Linked DNA regions of Triticum aestivum: region 2 is linked to region 1. Evidence: chromatin contacts called from public Hi-C data. All regions are on one chromosome and are shown on one strand. Each heading gives the region's core, a stretch centred on a gene start, on an enhancer-like site or on the middle of the called end of the contact. The rest is flanking DNA. Distances are from core to core; before and after follow the strand shown. Region 1 holds the start of LOC123187930 (protein WEAK CHLOROPLAST MOVEMENT UNDER BLUE LIGHT 1). Region 2 holds the start of LOC123187934.

The links. A called contact is a pair of places that touch in the nucleus more often than the background predicts.
Region 2: a contact with region 1 is called in a Hi-C map of leaf, with 8 times the contacts expected there. The contact joins the promoter of LOC123187934 here to the promoter of LOC123187930 in region 1. A contact is called at or near these places in 2 of 5 Hi-C or Micro-C datasets (both in leaf) and 1 of 1 datasets of contacts at active chromatin or transcription factors (leaf).

Annotation. Positions count from the first base shown.
Region 1 is chr2A:123,306,998-123,313,985 of IWGSC CS RefSeq v2.1, forward strand. It overlaps LOC123187930 (protein WEAK CHLOROPLAST MOVEMENT UNDER BLUE LIGHT 1), which reads right to left and starts at 3,705. Exons shown (of 3, transcript XM_044599927.1): 1 at 3,401-3,705; 2 at 1,386-1,996; 3 at 1-1,188. The coding sequence starts at 1,970.
Region 2 is chr2A:123,709,431-123,716,328 of IWGSC CS RefSeq v2.1, forward strand. LOC123187934 reads right to left here and starts at 3,666. Exons shown (of 3, transcript XM_044599937.1): 1 at 3,359-3,666; 2 at 2,879-3,263; 3 at 1,701-2,080. The coding sequence starts at 3,409. The coding sequence ends at 2,031. LOC123187933 (vacuolar protein sorting-associated protein 27) reads right to left here. Exons shown (of 10, transcript XM_044599935.1): 6 at 6,604-6,679; 7 at 6,415-6,474; 8 at 6,298-6,348; 9 at 5,750-5,828; 10 at 4,438-5,015. The coding sequence ends at 4,924.

The sequences.
Region 1 (6,988 bases), core at 2,455-4,954:
GCTTGTTGTAGTTGCAGCTGCTTTGGTTTGCTCAGTATCTTCCTTGGCTTTTCTCAGCTCCTCTTCTGCTGCTTGAGCTGCGTCCTTGGCATCCTCGGCCTCCTGAGCTGCTTGCTGCAACATCTTAGGGAGCTCCACCATTTTCTCTTGGGCATCTTCTTCCTTGGATCTCACAGATTCTATCTCTTTTTGAGTCCTGTTGAGCTCAGCTTCTAGTGAAGAAACTGCAATTGATGCCATCACTTCCCTCTGCTGCAATGAGTCAAGTGAAGCTTTCTCCCTGTCGAGCTCTGATCTGAGAGTTGTCGCCGCAACTCTTAACAATTTGGCCTCAGTTTTTGTATTTTCTATGTTTGCTTTAACCTCCTCGAGCTCTTTCTGTGTTGAAGCTAGAGTTTCCTTAATTGAGCTGCTAATTTGTCTAGCATCTTCAGACTCATGCTCCTTGGCAACCCCTAAAGCTTCTTTGCACAGTATACTCTCCACATAGTCTGCAAGCTCAGACTTGAGGCCATGCAACTTGCGCAAATTTGCTTCAAGATTCTTCTTCAAATCATTTTGGGACAGAAGCTTATTGTTCAGTTGTTGCACCTCCTCTTGTGCCTGGACCAACTCTCTATCCCAAGCAAGGCAATCTTGCTCTTTCGCCAGTACTGCGCCGATTCTACGTTCTTCAGCATCATGATGTGCAGCATGGGCCAACTCAAGAGATCCTTTAGCTGCAATCAGTTCTACAGTCAGCCCCTCCACTCGCTTCTCGATATCTTTCCCGGCGGCTAACACTTCTTCAGCCCTTTTGATTGCTCTGTCCCTTTCATTGACTAAGCTAGCATACTCTTCGTGTAATGTTCTCAGCTCCTCCTTTACTGATTTAAGTTCGGCAACAGATTTTTCGTGTCTTTCTTTTGCGACTTCCATTTGAGTCTTGGCTATTACACTAGAATCGTCAGCTACTCCCCGCTCAATTTCTTGCACCCTCAGTTGTGCAAGCTCAGAGTCCTGTTTTGCTTGAACTTCTTCCATCTGTGCTTTCTCCAGTTCATGCTTCAGCTCTTCTACAATTCTCTTAGTAGTCTCTAGTTCATCAAGTACCTGTGATTTAGCCATCTCTGCAGCTTCTAGTTCTTCTTTGCATTTTGGAATTTCTTTCTGAGCATTTTCAAGTTCAAGCTGTATGAACTTGCGTCTCTGCATAAAAAGGAAATTCCTTTAGAGTACTCTACATGATTAAAATTCAGTTATGTACTCTAAACTATGATAATCATGTAGTTGTGTACTTACATTATCTGATACTCCATAATGCAAATTCAGTTATGTACTCTAATCCTTGTGGAGTATCAGATAATGTATGAGCATATGTATGGCTAAGACTTGACAAGAATTACCTCCATCATCTGAACTTTGTGAGCTTTCCAATCAACGATTCCTCCAAACTTGGTGACAGCTTCTCTCACAGACTCAAAAGGCGCAGCAGTGTCAATAAGACCTTTATATGGACTTTCAGGTTTTGCTTCTGACTCTTCCATCACTTTTGGTTTTACAGCAATTTTTCTCTGAAAACGTGCCTTGTCTTCAACATGGTTCACCTCGACGGGATGTACTGAAGAAGAATGATCTGCCTGACCCTTCACCGAGTGTTTGGATTTCTCAGTTGGTACTGAATTTGAGAGCATTTCAGGACCTGCCCCTGTGGGGGAATTTGATTCCACGTCATGCTCTGCTACATCAGGATGAGACTCTGCCAATACCTCTGAGTGTGAAGATAACTCCGAATCATCGGCAGCAACTGGAAGGCCATTAGAGATACCCGATGTGGCTGCTTGAGCTGACTTTTCCATGTTTGCATTGATATTTTCGTGAACACCATTGCTACTGACTTCCAGAGTTGGTGAGTCCACACAAGTTTCTGGGATTTCTACCGGAGATGACTCTTTTGAGTTATTTTCTTCAGATGCATGAGTCGACTCCATTCCTTAGACCTCCGCAATGTTCGCTCCTAAAAATTGTGTAATGAAAGTGACGTTATGAGACCGAATTATAGCACAAAATTCAAGCAAGTAAGAGTACACTGCACTACATGTGGGAAGTAGCATTATCAGTATATTTTTTTCGAGTAGTATGGAATAAAACAATTGTGAAGCTGTCAAACAGTAGCCCAAAGTTATTTTGCAATGCCAAGTCTCTATCCATGTTCCAAGGGGAGCAGAGATAACAAAACTGCAATAACAATAGATAACTATGTGCAGCAACTGACCAAAAGAACTTTACTGATCCTGCCCTACATTCACTAATCATTGCCACCGACTGACGCCGAACCTGCTTTCTGTCTGCAATAATTCAGCTACTTTTTGCACCCAACCGTATGTATGCATGACCTAAAACCATCTTTTCTAAATAAAAAGCGAAAGTAAGCAACCAAATAAAGCATGCCATTTTTATAGCTCCTAAAAATATGTCATAATGGACCAGATATAGCAGAAATCCTTGTCCCAGCACCATTATTATTTGCAGCAATTATGAGCGAAATCATTTCAATCATGTCCAGTTATAATTCCTTCAACGAAACTACTTAGCAAACGACACACGCTGGCCGATTTGGAGACGACACTACATCCAATGGTTGTGCTACAGTTTATCCTCTGCATGGATGGTTTGATTGACAGTGTCGTCCCAAAATCGGCTATGCAGCGTCGTCTGTGTAGCAGCACTCTTCCTTCAAATCATGGTCAGTCCTATGTGCATCAATCAAACCTGAATGTTTGACTTGCACAAGAAATTTCTCATCTCCGTACAGGCTCATATTTCGGCATGTCCTCATCATTAATTAGTAATCTAATCCTAACTAGTATAATATTATTACATGGTAAGATTGAACACGCTTGAGATTACAGAACTAACTGTACCTAGCAAGGTGAAATATTCAAGTTCTACTACTACTAAACTGGCTTTAAATACTTCCTCTGTAAAACAGAGAGTTTTTTTTTATGGCAGTGGGGTTCTAGCGCTCTTCTTTCACGCAGTGACGTAAACACCCCAAAGAATGAAAATTCTTCCCGGACCGCCCATGATTTCATCGCACAACGAGACCGAGTAGTCCTACTAATCCATGGTATGAACTACAAGGGGAATTTCCATCTTTGGTTGGTTGCAACCTCGGTTCCAGACCAAAATTAGATTCTTCCTGCAACTGACTGTACACCCAAGAGAACGAAACCGACATGAAAAACCTCGAAAAATAAACATAAAAGCACCGCAAAATCGTCCAAGCCAGGGGAACAATCTCGCATCGGACGAAGAGTCAAGAACTCGCACGCCGCCGCGGCCGTGCTCAAACAGGAAGGAAAGCACGGAGCCGCGGCGGGATTAATGGCAGATTGAGGCGGGAGGGGAGGAAGCTTACTCGATCGCGCGGGCGGAGGTCTTGCGGACGAAGCGATCGGGCCCTCCTTTGGCGGCGATTCGGATCTCCGCTCTTCGTGCGTGCTCGCGATTTTTGGCTTCCTTCTTTTCTTCTTCTCCTGTGAGGGGAGGGGAGAAGGAGAGGTGTGGTGTACGTGTGCTTGGGTTTTGTCCGGGCCCGTGAGTCCACTGGTCGGTCGGACACTTCACACCTGGGATTGATTACTGCGAGGAGCGGATGGACGGGACTCCCTTGTTTTGCAGAAAGCCCCTCTGGTTTTGTTGAATTATAAGAAAAGTGCCTGACCTAGGCCTTGCTGCAAAAGAGTGGATGAGATTTCTTGCAGAAATCGCCTCTTGTATGTTGAAACTTGAAACTATGGTGTCCATTTGTTAGACTAGACGACTTTTCGAAGGATTGCTTTATGAAACTGGTTCTTGGATCTAGTACAGATTTTGGGGGCGGCCAATTGGTGGATAACCGTGGACTCGTTGTCTGCGGAGCAACTTCGAAAGATGTTCTACAACTTGTCTTATCAAGCATAATGTTTAGGAATTAGTAGTAGGATGAGTGGGTACGCTGACGCGTGTTGTATACAATTTGACACATATGTGAATACAGATCATATGATGTCGACGACACTTAACTGGGTATTGATCTAGAATTTTCAAGAAACACAAGGTGTCAAATGGAAAGGCTGATGGAGACTGTTACTGCTCCACATGGTATGCTAATTAAGTGCTTGGGTACTACTCTACTCTAGTTTAGTTACCATCGATCGAACTCGTGGCTTTGAATGAAACCTAAAACATTTCTAAATAGCACAACTCACAGGTATACAGTACTACTACTGCTAGAAGTACTACTTTGCAATAATTATACTCCGTAATTTATATCCTAAACTGGGGGTATTTGGCGTGGAAGGGGGAAAGGGAAGAGATTCCGGCAGCGAGGCTTTCGGCGAGCGACAACGGCGACCTGACGCGATGCATCCTCCGCCCGTTCCCGCTAAGATTGGGACGTAGCCGGATGAGCGTGACGTGGTGGAGGCTGGGCGTGGAGCCGTTGGACTTTGGAGGTGACACCTGCAACTCTGCAGCGGAGGCAGAAATTATTCAGGATGGCCCACATTTTTGCGCTGCGAAAGCCTCCGACGCTAGTTTATGTGCTTACCTGGCTAGATTAGGCTCCAGCGAACACGTTCTCGTCGGCACGCGGAACAGCCCGTCACCGTCGCGGTCGTGGAGCCTGTGACCGGAGTAGCAAACAAGCCGTAATGATCCGGCGGCAAGTGGCGACGGCGGGCCGGCGACACGCATGTGGACGCGGAGCTGACACGGCCGGAGGGGGGAGGCGGCGACGGCGCGGATTGGATGGATGGATGGCTCCGGCGCGGTCCGCGTGCTCCAGCCTCCGGCTTGAAGCGAGAGGCGGGGGAACACGAGGAGGCCGTGCGGTGCCCCAGCTACACCACCGCACCGCACACGGCCGCCTCCTGGTCCCCCGTGCCGTGGCCCCGGTGTGTAAAAAGCGGGTCCTTTTTCAGAGTCTGGAAGCGGATTCAGAAAAAGGGTCGACGGTCCTGTAGCGCGGACAGTCGGAAAGAAGCTGCAGGGGAATGGGGACTGTGCGCTGCAGCAACCTTTGTTCGTTAGCTGACGGTGTGCCATGTAGAGGTCGGCACGTCCCGTGGGGTGGGAGCTCCTATTCGGCGCGTTCGGCGCCGGGGAAGCGAACCGGCGCCTGCTGGCAGCGCCAAGTGGGCCGGCCCACAGACGGAGCGAGCAGTAAACGGTCGCGTGAAAAAAGAAAAAGAAAATGTGGTAGAACCACGACTCGAACTCACGCAGCAAGGCAGCGGGATTTTTCGGCTAACCAATACAGCTTCGGATGACTAGTGATTCAAATGACACGCGAACTCTGTAAGAACCATAAGAGCCGCGCCATTTATTGCACAAAAAAATACAGTTTACTCTATAACTTGTATTTTCGAATTTCTTAAATATTGTACGTTTTACTTTATAGCTTGAACAAGAGTTCATTGAATTTGAAAATAAGTTCATCAATTTTGAAAAAAGTTCATGAATTTTGAAAAGAGTTCATCCCGTTTATGAAAAATAAAGTTCATCGCATTTGAAAAAAGGTTCACAAATTTGAAAAAAAAAGTTCATCGGATTTGAGAAAAGTTCATCGAATTTAGAAAAAGTTCATCGATTTTGAAAAGAGTCATCAGATTTGAAAAACAGTTCATCAAATTTGAAAAAAAGTTCATCAAATTTTGAAAAAAGTTCATTGATTTTGAAAACAGTTCATCAAATTCAATAAAAAGTTCATCGGATTTGAATAAAAGTTCATCGAATTTGAAAAAAAAATTCACAAATCTGAAAAAGTTCATCGAACTCGAAAGAAGAAAAAGGAAAACAGAAAACGAAAAAGGAAAAAAGGAAAACAGAAAAAGGTAAAAAGGAAAATGTAAAAGAAAGTAAAAGTTCATTATATAAACAAATAAAGTCTGTTGGCGTGCTGGTTGCACCCGCGGTACTACTTGCGTGAGGTCCCTGGTTCGAATCACTGCTAACACAGGTCTTTTTGCTGATTTAAAACAGAGAAGAAATAAAGCTATTGGGCCGGCCCATCGCGCGAGCGCTGCAGGCGCCGGTTGGCAAGCGGGCGCATATGAGCCAAATAGGAAATCCCCCGTGGGGTAGCATTCCTCTCTCCGGATTCTGGTTAAATGCTCCTAAATGCTGGCGGTCCATCCAGTCGGCCCATTAAGGATGGCATTTGCTAGTGCTAGTAGTTGATTCTGGTGACCAGACCGGAGCTGCCATCTAATCGAAATTTCTTTGTCGGAAGTGTCGTGGTTCGGGTAAGGCCGTGACAGTTTGAGGGGATCATGCTGTCGTGAACAAATTTGCCCCGACTGTGTTGTGCATCTCTTTGTTCGTTAGTAGTTGGTTCTAAATAAAAGTACTCCTTTTATAATGAAATATAAGATCGTTTAAATCACTACTATTACTTTAGTGATCAAACTACACTTGAAATTAAAAAGGCATACAAAAACTAGATTAAGGGTTGTCGCCGTCTTCAGTCGCCGTCGTCGTCGTTCTCATCGTCCTTGGATTGCAGACAGAAATGTTTGAGTTACAAGTTCAATGAATATCTAATGGGTATAATGTTTTGAGTAGATGTGATCAAACTATGTATGACATGATGAGATCAAAGATGAAATTAATCGATTTGCCAATATACTTTTAAATGTGATGCTTTTTTTTGCGAGAAAACTTTCGATCTATTCATCAAATGTCAAGATAGTACAAAGAACACCAGAAGTAAGAATTACATGCAGGTCCGTACACCATCTAGCAACGACTACAAGCACTGGAGCAAGCTGAAGGAATGCCACCGTCATGGCTCCTTCCTCATCGGAGCCGGACAAACATTATTGTAGTAGACAATCGGGAAGTCGTCGTGCTAAGGCCTCATAAGACCAGCGCATCAGAACAACAACCGTCGTTGATGAAGAGACTATGGCTTTACACTGAAAAGGAGCACCATCAAATCTATAAGATAAGTGCTACTTTGTAA
Region 2 (6,898 bases), core at 2,416-4,915, 400 kb after region 1:
CTTCTCTGTATTCTTTTATGTATGATTGATTATCTTTGCAAGTCTCTTTGAATTATCAATTTGGTTTGGCCTACTAGATTGATATTTCTTGCAATGTGAGAAGTGCTTAGCTTTGGGTTCAATCTTGCGGTGCTCGATCCCAGTGACAGAAAGGAAAATGACACGTATTGTATTGTTGCTATCGAGAATAAAAAGATGGGGTTTATATCATATTGCATGAGTTTATCCCTCTACATAATGTCATCTTGCTTAAGGCGTTACTTTGTTCTTATGAACTTAATACTCTAGATGCATGCTGGATAGCGGTCGATGTGTGGAGTAATAATAGTAAATGCAGGCAGGAGTCGGTCTACTTGTCACGGATGTGATGCCTATATACATGATCATACCTATATATTCTCATAATTATTCGCTTTTCTATCAATTGCTCGACAGTAATTTATTCACCCACCGTAATACTTATGCTATCTTGAGAGAAGCCACTAGTGAAACCTATGGCCCTGGGTCTATTTTCCATCATACAAGTTTCTAATCTATTTTATTTTGCAATCTTTACTTTCAATCTATATCATAAAAATACCAAAAATATTTATCTTATTATCATTATCTCTATCAGATCTCACTCTTGCAAGTGGTTGTGAAGGGATTGACACCCCCTTTATCGTGTTGGTTGCGAGGTTCTTATTTGTTTGTGTAGGTACGAGGTGACTCGCGTGTGGTCTCCTACTGGATTGATACCTTGGTTCTCAAAAACCGAGGGAAATATTTACGCTGTTTTGCTACATCACCCTTTCATCTTCAAGGGAAAACCAACGCAGTGCTCAAGAGGTAGCAGCCGCCGACGCATGAAACCGTCGGAGAACCTGTCGAAGACGGAGACGGCGGAGGTGCCGAAGGATCCAGGTATCACGCTCGCCCAGAAGATCAGCTCGGCGATGCGGCAAACTCGCCGCGTCAAAGCGAACACCGCAAAGAAGGAGAAGCTCAAGAAGCGGTTGGCTAACAATGGGCCTGGTGGTGGCATTGGGCGTGGAGGTCGTGGCAGACGAGGCGGTCGGCACGGCCGTGGCGGACGCTGCCAGATGGTTCAAACTATTGATGGAGGCGACAGACAAGAAGCTCAAGTTCGAAGAGAGGAGGACCATGATTGAAAAGAGGAAGGCTGCGCTCGAGGAAGAGAAGTTGAAGATCGTTGCCAATGCGGAGGACGCAAGATGTTGACCTTGAATGTGGACTCTCTGGATGCTGACGTAAGAATTATCGTGCAATCCGTCCGCTACCAGATGTTACAGCAGCAGAAAGATCAGTTGGCGGCGATGGAGAATGAGGACGTGGCGGAGGCATACGTGGACGCGGAGGTAGATGCTGCCTACGCGGTGGCGACAACACCTCCTTGATCGAGGAGCAGACGGCTGGGACTGTCGGTCCGGCAGGACAGAAATGCACAGACTACCAGATTAATATTCTTTGGATTCGGGCATGTAAAAATTAAGCATATTTGCCTCTTTTTGGTTGTGATCGGGCATGCGGTCCGACGCTGGTGTGATCCGGCATGCTGTATGGATCGAAGTACATTTGAACTTTTTATGGACAGGATAGTGGTCTCCTGCATCCGTGTCCATGGACTAGTCTCTATCCATGGACGGATGCGGGAGGAAATTTGTGTGCCCTAAGCATGTATTCTCTCCAAAGACATGAAATAGAGAAAGAGCCGCACCTTACGTCTCATGTCTATCTATATCTCTGTTCACGTGTGTTCCATCAAAGTCTCAACAAAATTCGGTGTCGAAAAAGCTATTTCTGTAAAACTATCTTTGTTCAAACTTGCACTACACAAATCTACTAAACTTAACAACAAGCTTGGGCTTCATACGTGTTACTCGAGTCTCGATCTCTATTCTAGAACTCTAGGTGATTTCACCGGGTGAGTAGGCAACACCAGTCGATTCGATCGACCACAAAGAACAACCTAAACAAACAGTGTGTGAATTTTCCTTTTGCTCCATGACCTTGCACAAAGACGACCGTGATCACATTACATCAGTACCCTTCTCTCGTGCATTCCTGGATGATGAACTGCCTGCAAAACCATGGGGCGTGCAGACGTTAGAATGATTCCGTAAAAATATGAACATTGATTTCTCGAACATCAATATAATAACGTGATTGAAAGGTGAAGAACAGATATCTCATTTACTTGATCATGTCAGCAGACTTTGAGTCGCTTGATGCTGCGCCGTCGTCCTCTTGATTCGCCAGTTTCTCTCGTGATCGTATCCTCGTCGATGAAGTTCTGATCCGACCCCTCTGAAGAAATGCACAAGTAGTTCCCTTGTAAGAACCTTGCCGTGCTACCCAACTCTATGAAAACAGACTAATTTGAAGATGTCTATTCATAATCTTATACGTACTCCACAAAAATGTGCGTCAATGAGGACTAGTGGTGTCATCCCCGAGTTCGTTGCTACTCCCTCCGTTCCAAATTACTCGTCGTAGAAATGGATATATCTAGAACTAAAATACATCTAGATACATTTATACCTGCGACAAGTAATTCGGAATGGAGGGACTGGCAGGGTGATTGATCGTTTATCCTTTCTTCTTTGAACTTTTGGTCATTTATTCTTGGTAAAACACATAGCTGAGTAAACTAGACGGTGCTACGAAATCAATGTATTCAAGACAAACATAAGTTGAACTAGCACCCTAAAACATAAGTGTTCCTAAACATAAGCTTTTTTTTAGAGATTTCAATACAGGCTATATGCCTATACACGAAGCAAAATGGGTCTATATACATCTATACGTAGTCGGTGTTTAAATATCTAAAACGTCTTATATTTAAAAACGGAGGGAGCATCTTTGAGGAACAACGTACCTGCAGTGCTAGAAGGGGAGCGCCCGCGCTTGGCAGAATGGCACGGGGAAGATGGTCCAGAGCTCGTCGCGCTTGCTTGGGAGCAGGACTCTTGCACGGTCTCAGTGGACGATGCATCATCATCATCATCATCATCCATGGAATGGACTTCCCCATCTCCCTGATTTCCACAGCAAGGCGTTCTGGCCGGCTCAACCTTTGCTCTGTCAACCTTGGACGGTTGCTTGGGCCCTGAAGCTCCTGGTCCTGGGGAGAGATCGAAGAGGCCCCTGAAGCTGATTTCACCGTCGTGTAACCGGTTCACGAACGACTCCTGCAACAAGCCTAGGTAGAGCATGTGCTTCTGGTCCGTCCATCCGGCCGAAGAGCACACCACCATCACGTCCTGCCATAGCAAAGAAACAACTTCAGAATCAATCCAGAGCTGCACAAATCTGCGGGTAATTAGACGGGGAAGACGAAGAAGAAGAGAACGCTTACCGGGAAGCGCGCGAGCTCCCGCAGGCCGGCCCGCCCCTCCTCCTCCTCCATCGTCGTCTCCTTCCCAGCACCGCACGACCAGCCAGAGCGAGAGAGAGAGAGATGAGAAAACAGAAAAGATCTCGAATGCCTCGGCCGGCCGACGGAGGTTTCTCTTTTATTTCCTTGGTGGCGCCGCTTTTCCACGTGGCCTTGGGGAGGGGCGGTAAATATCCGCCACAGTGTCACGCGCGAGCGCGTGCGGCAGGTGGCCGCGCTGCACCGCCTACCTCGTGCCTTGTTTATTCCGATCCGGATGGTTCGACGGTACCGCGGCCGAGATATTTTCAGAAACCACGATCTCGCGTTTGGTACAAAGAAGAAAGAAAGACTATGGATATTTTCCCGGCACAAACAAGCAAACGATGATATTTTCTGGTCGATGGTAATGAGGTTTGGGTTTGGGATGGGCTGGTGGCTGCCGTGACGTCGCGCCTTTTGTCCCGGCAGCAACTTGTGCTGTGTATTCTATGCCAACTTTTCTATCCTTTCTCGGCTAGTAATAATTAGGTTTTGTTTTGCCACAACCTCGACTTTAGCTCCAGGGGGACAGCAGACAAGATGTTTAAGCAAGCTAGTGCCTTTTGGAAAAAGCAACGCTCCTGCGCTGGTTTGTTTCGGTGACTATTTTTACTGGAAGATCGATCGACCGCTATCCAGTTCTATCCATGATTCATCATGGGTTTCGGCTGTCGCGGTCGCCGATGAGTTCGGTGGTCGCTATCCTCAACAGAACGGAGCTGCGTCCGGTCAGAGAGAAGATCGGCGAGGAAGATGGATAAGAATACGGGCCCGAGATATTTTCGCCGGCGCGCTGAAAAGATCTGGGTCGCCGCGGCGGCGCTGACGAGGCTGTGACGAGCTCTGACTTCATCCGCGTGGTGGCCTTGTGGGTAGCTCGACCAGGGGGTGCGACGTGACATGGACAGCGCGTGAAATAATAATACACTCTTTTAATCGATGCACCTAGTATAATGCAAAACAAATACCAAGACTCAACCACCTCTAAGGAAAAACCATTTCAATCACCCATGTGAATGTGAAACAATGTACTAGTACCAAATATCATTAGCTTTTCATAGCAATATACAAATCCCCTCGTAATATTATATGCTTCCTCGCGTTCACAAACAAAGTACCATCTCGCGAGAGGAAATATTGGCTAAAACTTTGTTGTGTTTGGCAACATATCAATAATGCCAGAAACGTCATTTACTTTTTCAACATGGGCGCCAGGGAGTAGTATTAGTAGTACAGTAGTATACAATGGATCTGGGGAAGAAGTCATGATGTCGAAACATAAATACAAGAAGAAATTATGAAGATTGGGCAGCATAACTTATTCAGGAGCAAAAGACCACTCCCTGTGAGATTCCAGCATTAATACACGACGATGCTGTGATACCTAAATGAATCACCGAACCCCCTCAAGCGGTTTATTTGCAATCACTCAGGAGCAGATAACCGTCTTCGGCACGTCGAAAGATGGGAGGCCAGCAGAAAGGCCCAAACAGAGACCATCTCCCTCATACAGGTCTTTGTGACGCAGCAAGCTCTTCCACCCTCTGCCGCATTTTGTACTGCAGCATGGGCGGGGCACAATCCAAAGGAGTTTCCCCTGCTCAAAAAGTTCATCAAAGTTATCGATTCTGTCACCGTCATTTGGGCACAGCACTATTGATGATTAAAAGTAGCATTCAGAACGAAGTAATCTAGAGCAATCATTCTATTGTATATCAAGTGTGGATGTATATAGTATTTTAGAGCAATCATTCTATTGTATATCAAGTGTGGATGTATATAGTATTTTAGAGCAATCATTCTATTGTATATCAAGTGTGGATGTATATAGTATTTTAGAGCAATCATTCTATTGTATATCAAGTGTGGATGTATATAGTATTTTAGCTTATCTACTTCTATCTACAAGCTAAAAGCTAAAATGTTGCATATATGCTGTTAGCTAGGTTCTTTCCAGCTAACTTTGCAAGGCTGTCTGGAAAAGCCCGCGGAGATAGGCTTTTATTCCGTCACAACTTATAGTAGTTGACAGAATACAAAAGCATAAAAAACATCAAAGCCACCAAAGAGCCTTGCAATCCAATTAAACTCTTCCTTTTGTCCATGCTAGCTCGTATTTTGGTTTGAACTGCACGAATATGTGTGTAAAGAACATTCGACGGTATCAATATTAATTCAGTGGATTGGTAGATCGGATAGGAACATGTTGATGAAAGAAACTTTTGTGCTTAAGAAGATTATAAATCAACTTTAGGAACTCGACAATGTACAGTATTTGAGCAATATATGCTATCCATGATAAAACTGCCTCAGATAGTAAAAGCAACCAACCTTGCCCATTTTTGCGTTGAATATTGGCTCCACTATCCATGAGAATAAGAGCAATCTCAGTCTGGTTAAATAGCGCAGCCTGCGATTGTCCATAGGCAGATAGATGTTCAGTAGATGGTGATTTGCTCGTTTCTATATGTATGTGCCAAACGCAACAATCTTCTGTAGCACAATAAAGCATGTGCACCACTAAATTATTAAAAAAATGAACAGGATAAGTAATCATGTTGGCGTGCAAAGGGGTTCTTAATTGTGGGGGGGATATCATCTGTATTTGGCACATACAGAAGCAACAGTTCCAGAGAAGGCAATGTAATCTGGTCAAGTGAATCTTTGGATACTTAATTTATCAGCAGATACATCTCATTTCAGTATTAGTGCACACGTGTTTTATATCATTCAGATGCATGGGTGTGCTCTGGCCTTTACATCGCAAATGGTGTTTCCCTTGTAGGACCGAACATTTATAAGCAAACGGCTACACAAAATGGTACAATGATGTGCAAATATAAGTTGACCACGAGGGAGTTGGTAAAACAACCACATACCAAATGTAGCAAAGTGAATCCTTGCTTGTCGCAGTAGTTAGAATCGACTCCCTGCGCAATGTAATTGTAAAAAACAAGTAGATAAAAATAAAACGAGAGAAAAGCTAGAAACAATACCTGGCTAAGAAGTTTCTTCACAGCTTTAATATCCCCACCCTTAATCGCTTCTCTCAGTCCCTAAAAAGGAATGAAGATTGGATTTTTAACAGAAAACTCCTAGAATGCCAGGCCAGAGATATCGCAAGTACCTGATGGGTTGAATAAAGAAACAGAAAATGAGCACTATTGAGCTGTTCCTAAGCTTACCTCTCCAGTAACTTCATAGTCAGACGGAGTCTTATCATTGCTGTCGTTGCTCATCAGGCCAAGATTTAAGAATGAGCTGGAATAACAACAATCAGGACACAGAGATGAGAAGGTCAGCTACAGGCAAAATGTTTGTGCCTAATGCACATATGTAATCTTCCTATTACAAAGAATGTATAGGTCCTGGCATTTAAGATAATGACCAAAATATGCAATAGATCTTGCCAAACAAAGTTGATCACATAGTGCAAAAGCATACTACGAAGATTACGAGAGACATATATGACAATAAGTT